2 separate regions of the Hordeum vulgare genome follow, and region 1 is linked to region 2. Evidence: chromatin contacts called from public Hi-C data. All regions are on one chromosome and are shown on one strand. Each heading gives the region's core, a stretch centred on a gene start, on an enhancer-like site or on the middle of the called end of the contact. The rest is flanking DNA. Distances are from core to core; before and after follow the strand shown.

Region 1 (3,834 bases), core at 154-2,653, 140 kb before region 2:
GATGGCTCGGTGGCACCGATCTTGAGGACCGCACGCCACTTGGCGAAGCGGGCACCAGCCTCGTAGTACTTGGCGCAGCGCTTGCCAAGGTCATCAAAGCCCTGGGTGGTGGTCTCACCATTGGTTCCAGCGAGCTCGATGGTACCCTTGTCCACCTTGATGCCGGGGAGGACGTTGCCCTCCTTGAGGATGTCGACGAAGGGCTTGCCACCCTTGGTGCTCTGGTAGAGGGTCTCCTCGAAGAGGATCACACCGCTGAGGTACTGGAGGGCACCAGGGGTGCAGAAGAGGAGCTCACGGAGGGCACGGCGGTTGTCCTCGACGTTCTCAACATTGATGCTGGCGAAGCGCTTGCCGATGGTGCCGGTGGACTCGTCAGCAGCAAGGATACCCTTTCCAGGGGTGCCAATGTAGGCAGCGTTCTTGATGAGCTCATCTGCAAGATAACCAACATTAGCATATTACAATCAATTCCATAACTATCAGATCTTCCATAACTATCAGATCTTAGAAGCTGTGCTCAAATCTACAGAAATGCAAGTTGAGTGCAACCATTCACCACGTTTAGTAGCGAGTGTAAAAGCAGTGTAAATTTACTTCTAATTCTAACAAATGACTAGGAAACTCTGACAAGTTCTAAAAAAAACCACGTGTGCTACAGGACAAGGTGGAGGCCTGGAGGGCATGTGTAGTAAAGAATTAACATCACAGGAGAGAAAAACATACAGATTGCAAGTATATAAGAACGGTATATTCTCCTTAACAAAAGATGCCCCTAGGACCTACACAGATCTAGATTTACAGATGCAATCTTCAATAACTAAAACAGGAATTACCACTACCACGAACCCAACAGAAACATGCGCAGACGTTCATACCAACTTAACCACAAGGTACTTGAAAATGAAGGAACGGCAGTATCATCATTCGCAGAAAATAATCACTAGCATGCACATGACGGCAGCAGAACCATGCAGAATTACCAGCATGCCACGCATCATCAGACGCGACTGACGACCCCTAAGCACCCGATCCAACTGCGAGCGCCTAGAGCGATCCAACTGCTAGGAACCAAGCGGACACAAACGCAGCGCGTACGGGTCCGATCCGCGAGTACGGATCTAACACAAACCACGGCACCGAGTGGCGGGCATGGGCAGATCTAAGCATGCAGAGGAGCGAAACAGGTAACAGATCTATCCACACACGAAGCAGGCAGGCAGGCAGGCATATCGAGAGAAGGACGAGGGAGGGGAGGGAGGAGGAGGAATGAAGGGGATGGATCGCGTACCCTTGTACTTTCCGCAGTAGGCCGACATGGTCGATGCTCGGGGAGGGGGGTAGATTCGAGGGCTGCAAATGGAGATTTGGAGTTGGGAGGCGGGTTTGGTGGGACGGGGATGATTAGGGGGCGGGGGGTTATAAAGAGGCCGAGGCTTGGACGAGGGGAAAGAAAGGGATCCGATCTGGGTGCGCCTCCGTAGGAACCCATGCGCTGCCTCCCGCACCGCCCCTGGTTTCTTGCGTTATTTTTATCCAGGCCCTCGCCGCTCGCTTTATTTGGGAGGTGCGGATTTTCTGAAAATAGAGGAAACCATGAATTTCTTTTCTTTTTTCCTTTTTATTGTGATGTGAGAAAGAATAAAAGCTGAGACAGCACCGGCCTCTGCGCCGGCTAAAAATGTAAATACGTTTTGAGATGATATTGTCGGCCATTTCTTCGTCATTTGACATAATATTATTTGACATTACCAATGTGTGTAAAAGAAGGCTCTGCATCATGCATCAGTTGATACCATGCATCGTATCCTTGGTTGTTCGTGTGTTATCTTTGTGCAGCAAGGCAACCACGGCCAAAGTGGTCCTAACTTTTTCGCCAAACAATATTTTTCTACAAGTTCATCAAAAATGATTTGTTATCATGTTATGGGTGGTCTCATAGCAGGAAAGTAGGCCAATGTACTTTAGGAAATGAAATACAGAAGGGGAGCTATCTACTAATCACGTCAGGCAGCTACTACTCCCTCCGTTCCTAAATATAAGTCTTTCACTAGGAGTCTACATAAAAAGCAAAATGAATGAATCTACACTCTAAAATATGTCTATATACATCTGTATGTAGTCTACTAGTTGAATCTCTAGAAAGACTTATATTTAGGAACGGAGTGATATTAAAGTCCAAAGTGATCTTTGTGCACGGTGCACAAACCAACCAAACGATTCACCTTTTTAGGCCATTGTGGAACAAGTATGCGGGCCGAGATCGTACTACTACTCCATTACAACTGGTGCAATGCTTGCACTGATGGGCAGTGTTTTGTGAAGTTGTGGTTGCCTTTGCATACGTGCACATGGACTCTGGACCGTTCAAACTTACTCCTACCTACTCCATTGGGTAAAGCAAAATGCCCCCGCAATTATATACTCCCTCCGTTTTAAAATATAAGACCTTTTAGAGATTTCACTAAAAGACTACATACGAAGCAAAATGAGTGAATTTATATTCTAAAATATGTGTATGTACATCCGTATATAGTTTATAGTACAATGTCTAAAATGTCTTATATTTAGGAACGGGAGGAATAGATTAGTAATAACAACACGACGGTGTGTTCTCGTCGCAAAAAAAAAAAAACACGACGGTGTGTTCGTTTTTCTTACGCCGGGGACGGGTGAACCAGATCCAGATTCCTGAGCACGCAAAACCCACAACGGAGCGTACAGTTTTTGCTTGCTCGAAGGGGCAGGTTCAGTTCCAAGAAACAAAAGAAAAACGTACTCGTCCGCTCCTCGGAAACATCGGCGTGTATTTTTTACTTTTCCCAGGGGCGCGCACGCGAAAAGTGGAAGAAAAAAAGACCTTCCAACGGGCCTCGCCCGAACCCGGCCGCGGCCGCCGATCCGGTCACGGGTTTCGCCTCACCCGTGCCGTTCCGCCCCCACCCCAAACGCGACGCCCCAGCGCGCGCAGCGCCCTGTCAACCAGCGAGGACCCCGCGGGGCCACCCGCGCGGCGGCAGCGGCAGCGGCTTCGTCGACCCGCGCCGCGCGGGCAGGGCCGGTGTGACGTGACGCCTTGACGGCTCGGGAAAGGAAAAGGCAAAACCGTCGGACGCAAGCGGTTTCCGGAGGCCGCCGCCTAAGCCTGGACGCGGCTCGGCCAGTTTTCGGCGTCCCGTTTTGGGCCTTGGCCGCCGCTTCGGGGGTTCGGTGCGTCCCTTTTCGTTTCCTTCGTCTCCCACCGCCTGCGCCGTGCGCGAACGTACGGGCGGACGGGCGAGCGGTCGCCCACGGTTCGCTCCGCTCCGTCCAACAACGGGCGCGGCGTCCGGCGCTAGCTTTCCTTCGTTTTCCACCGCGGCGGCTCCTCTCGCCACGTTCGTGCGCCCGTCCCCTTCCCTCGTGACGAGACGACGCGACCGCTGTTTTCCGTGATGCCGCCTTGGCACGGCAAAGGCGACGCGGGATGGGGATGAGAACACCGCTAACTCGTAGACGCTCGTACAAACATATATACATTCATTCTTATCAACACACATGCACATTTTATTTCTATGAATATTTTTAAAAGACTGCATCGACACATTATTTTAAAATTAATAAAGTCATCAGAGACGGATCCAGGAAAAAAAATAAGAAGGGGCGTATGACCACATTCATGAACCAACAAGGAAAAGACACTTGTAAAAAAATGTAGGCATAATCACTTTATTCTTGACAATCATGTTCATTCAAAATGAAAGAAACTAACCAATATAAACTTGAGGCAATGAATCATATCAGCATAACAATATATTGTTTCAAAGTTGCACAAGAGAACATTGAGATATTGTT
Region 2 (3,780 bases), core at 218-2,717:
TTACCTCGAGTTGTGCAGCTGCTTCTTTGTACTGACGCTTTGAGGCCATGACCTGAAGTTGCTCGACAGCAGAAACTGGACATGACGTATGCACATTATGAGTTAGCTTAGGTGGATGCAGTCTTGCTACTGAACATTTATTTTTAAGCACAATAGCACATACCCCAAATAAAGTGAAGTAAAGAAACTAACCAAGCATAGTAAGGCGGTGAAGAGCCGTTATTGTAGTTGTTATATGCCTCTTGGCGCAATCCAACTTTTTAATGTCCCGGCAGATTTCTTGAACCATTGTTTCACTTTGCTCAGCCTTCGTTTTTATTTCACGTATCTTATACATTAGTTCCTGTTAGTATAGAGCAAAGTTAAACTCCAATCATTCCATAAAGTATTCACTCCAGTACCTGATTAACATCCTACCCTTTTCCCCTAAATAGACATCCTACCCTTTGCAGAGCTAATCCAACTACAGCTTAGTAAGGCTTGCCACTCAATCGATCATCGAGTAAGTTCATTGTGGGTAAAATGCAAATCATACAGAAAGGGGGAAGTATGACCTGAACAGCATTTGTGGCAGCAGCAAGTTCTTCTTTGGCCTTGGTTCCCGAGTTACTCTGTGGAGTAGCAACATCTTCCCGTTATCAGATATATATAGTATAGCCATAAGCAATAATAAGCAAATACCAAACAATTCCGGAGCATATTCAAAGTAAATTCACTGCAATTGCATCATCATAATACCACACCACTTCCTCGTACCAAAGAACTACATAACACATCAGTTCTAAATGCAAAGAGCGTAGATATTGCAAACCACAACACTGCTACAAGTGGAGCACGAGATCACGAGTCCGAACCTGCTGCCGCACGGCGGCGAGGATGCTGGCGTCCACACGGCGAATCTCGCTCTGTATCTTCTGCATCAGCGGCTCGACCCCCGACAGCGACGCCTCTGCCAAGCCGCAGGAAAAAACAAACGCAAGCTGTTATAAACGCTATATTCCTCGAGCACCCAATGTTAAATCCCGGGCCAGCGAAGCTGGAAGCGAGCGCATTGCCGCCGCGGCAGCATCGCGAGCGAGCGGCCTGGCCGAGGAACGGGAATCGAACTCGAGCGGCGCGCGTACCGGTGGGGAACATCTGGTTGATGTACTCGAGGGCGCTGGACTTGTCCATGCCGGGCAGAGATCTCGCTGCCCCGAGCGCCCGCTCCTCGAGGATCTGGCGAGGCCCTCCAGAAGGATCTGGAAGAAGGGGGGGACGATCCGGCGGGGACCGGGCGGTCGGGGAGAGGGGCGGGGCCGGAGCAGAGGGCGGGCGAGCGGGGGAGGGAATGGAAGGCGCGGACTCGTCGGCGGGGTCGTCGGCGTCGTCTGCTCGGCCGATTTGTGCTCGGCGGTGGTGGGCGCCGAGTCGGTTGCTGGCAGGTGGAGCCCCAGTTTACCCGCTTTTCCAGCTGTGAGCCCGAACTTCACTTGGGTAGTTAAGCTATGGTTTGGTTTTCAAACTTGTTGGTCGAGTCGAGTCTCGAGTGAGATGAAATGCACTTGCACATAGTGACCTCTTGCTAGTGAGGGGGGCATCAAGGTAGGAATTGTGAATTAATACTTCCTCCGTTCGAAATTATTCTTCGCACAAATTGATAAAAATGGATGTACCTACAACTAAAATACATCTAGATACATTCAACAAGTATTTTCCGGACCAAGGGAGCAATACACATGTTTACATATACTAGTACTATGTAATAATTACAAACTTGCGCTTAAAGTTCAAATTTCAAGACCGGAGACTTTCAAAGAGACTAGGGTTCCATGGAGGCAGAGCTGATGACGTGGCTTCCAACACATTAGTGGAGGCAGAGGGAAGGACGATTAATATTGGTGGATTGGTGGACTTGGCTGTGCTCGTGTCATTGTTGTTGTTTGATCAGTTGTTTGTATGGTCATCCACACCATTCAAGTTTTTGTTGCTGTTGACTGTGTAGTTCATTTAATTGTTGTCGATTGCTCCATCGATCTGTATGCTCATGTAATTGCTTTCTTGTTGATATGTAGTTGATGCAGAGGAGAAATTGTTTATTGTGTACTTGAATATTTAACTTTTTACTACTACCTCCGTCCGGAATTAGTTGACGCTTAAATGGATGTATCAATATTTGCGCAGTTAATGCAAATTCTTTGTACGATTTGTTGTAGTTTCACAGAGGGGTCAAGTTTTTGTATAATCTGGTCATAATTTAACTGGTGGATCTACGAGGTGTGGTGTATTTTGTGATATATGGTGATCATTGTGCATTGCTATTGCATGTAAGTTGTTATGCCAGATTGGAACAAAAATAACTAAAATAAACTAAGTGAAACATGGCTAAAATACTATGAAGTCAATATCAGTTAAACAACACACTATTTCAGTTCAGAGGCATTATAGGCTTTTCAATATAAAACTCAGACGGACAACAACCAAAAAGAACTGGGAACTGGACTTGGTGTCAAATTAAAAGAGGAACAAAGATGCCAAATTTCACAGGGCGGCATATAGAAAGTAAAAGGGGAACCAAGGCACCATATTTTGTGGGGAAATACAGAAATAGGCTGCGTCCATAGTAGTGGGGAGTCGGGAACTCCTACAAACTTCAAGTGACACTACCGAATATTGATAATGGTGTTAACACAACTTCATACCAGAGACGGAGTCTTCCAAGAGAAAACCTAGAGCTGGCGAAGTGGCAACTGATCTTACAGTGACGGTGAGTTGTGTATGCAACTAAACCTGTGAGGTGTTATGTACATGGTACAGGTGCAGTCGGTTCATGTTCATGTCACATGCCTGTTACAGCAGTCAAATTCTACTACAGATTCTGGGCCCTTTCCGAGTGGCCGGCCACAGAGAACCTACTAGCACAGCAACGCGGAGCCTGGGTGCTGATCAACGACACACGGACGGCAGCAGCATTAGAAGTCACCAAGCATAGCTTCTGAGTTGGCCCCTTGAAAGCTGACATTCCAGATCTGAGATTTGCACGGGCTAGTCCTCCTAATTCGAAGCTCCGGCGCGAGGCTGAAAGGTCATCACCGTTCATCATCCCTTCCTTGCCCTACTGTTTCTTAGCCAATGTGAGGGCTTTTGCCAGGTTCGATTTGGCAGCATCAAGCAAGTCATCAGACTTCACGGCATTCTCGAAACAGCTTATAGCATCCTCCCAACGGCCCTCCGCGACAAACACAAGCCCCAGGTTGTTATTGGCTGGTGCATATCCGGGACAAATTTCCAATGACCTGGATAACATCTTTCTTGCAAGTTCATACAACCTGTGCTGCCGATAAAGGATCCCAATGTTCGAGAGGATTGCGTATGACTGCTGGCTTGACGATAGCACTAGTGCCCGTTTATACACAGTTTCAGAGGACGGATCATTCGATAACTGCAACGCAATACCTGTGTAAATAGCCATCAATGCACACACATTAGTCATGGAGTTAATGTAGAAATAATGTTTAGGGAATTACAGATAATGATCGGATGATATACGGTAAATAAACAATATGGTGGTCAAGTTAACTTTGTCCACAGGTACGACTTAGAGCATTGCTGGACTAATTAGATAAATTGATAAAATTTGAAGACTGATGGAACTAACCAAGTATACTAACAAAAAAAATGTTAGAGCATTCATTTAAGCATCTGACATCATGACCTTGACAAAACATAAAAAGAATTAACCGAGCTTTAAACTTACCGAGATTAGACCGAGATCACGACTTAGAGCTTGCTTACTCAAGA

Evidence for each region. Hi-C and Micro-C count contacts between places; a contact is called where the count stands out from the background.
Region 1: a contact with region 2 is called in a Hi-C map of leaf, with 4 times the contacts expected there. The contact joins the promoter of LOC123445015 here to the promoter of LOC123445010 in region 2. A contact is called at or near these places in 2 of 6 Hi-C or Micro-C datasets (leaf and seedling) and 1 of 1 datasets of contacts at active chromatin or transcription factors (embryo).

What each region holds. Positions count from the first base shown.
Region 1 is chr3H:556,763,217-556,767,050 of MorexV3_pseudomolecules_assembly, reverse strand. It overlaps LOC123445015 (fructose-bisphosphate aldolase 1, cytoplasmic), which reads right to left and starts at 1,403. Exons shown (of 2, transcript XM_045121929.1): 1 at 1,292-1,403; 2 at 1-436. The coding sequence starts at 1,319.
Region 2 is chr3H:556,619,784-556,623,563 of MorexV3_pseudomolecules_assembly, reverse strand. It overlaps LOC123445010 (vacuolar protein sorting-associated protein 53 A), which reads right to left and starts at 1,467. Exons shown (of 24, transcript XM_045121924.1): 1 at 1,125-1,467; 2 at 855-949; 3 at 555-611; 4 at 193-343; 5 at 5-75. The coding sequence starts at 1,173. It overlaps LOC123445012 (UDP-N-acetylglucosamine--peptide N-acetylglucosaminyltransferase 110 kDa subunit), which reads right to left. Exons shown (of 12, transcript XM_045121926.1): 12 at 2,543-3,435. The coding sequence ends at 3,095.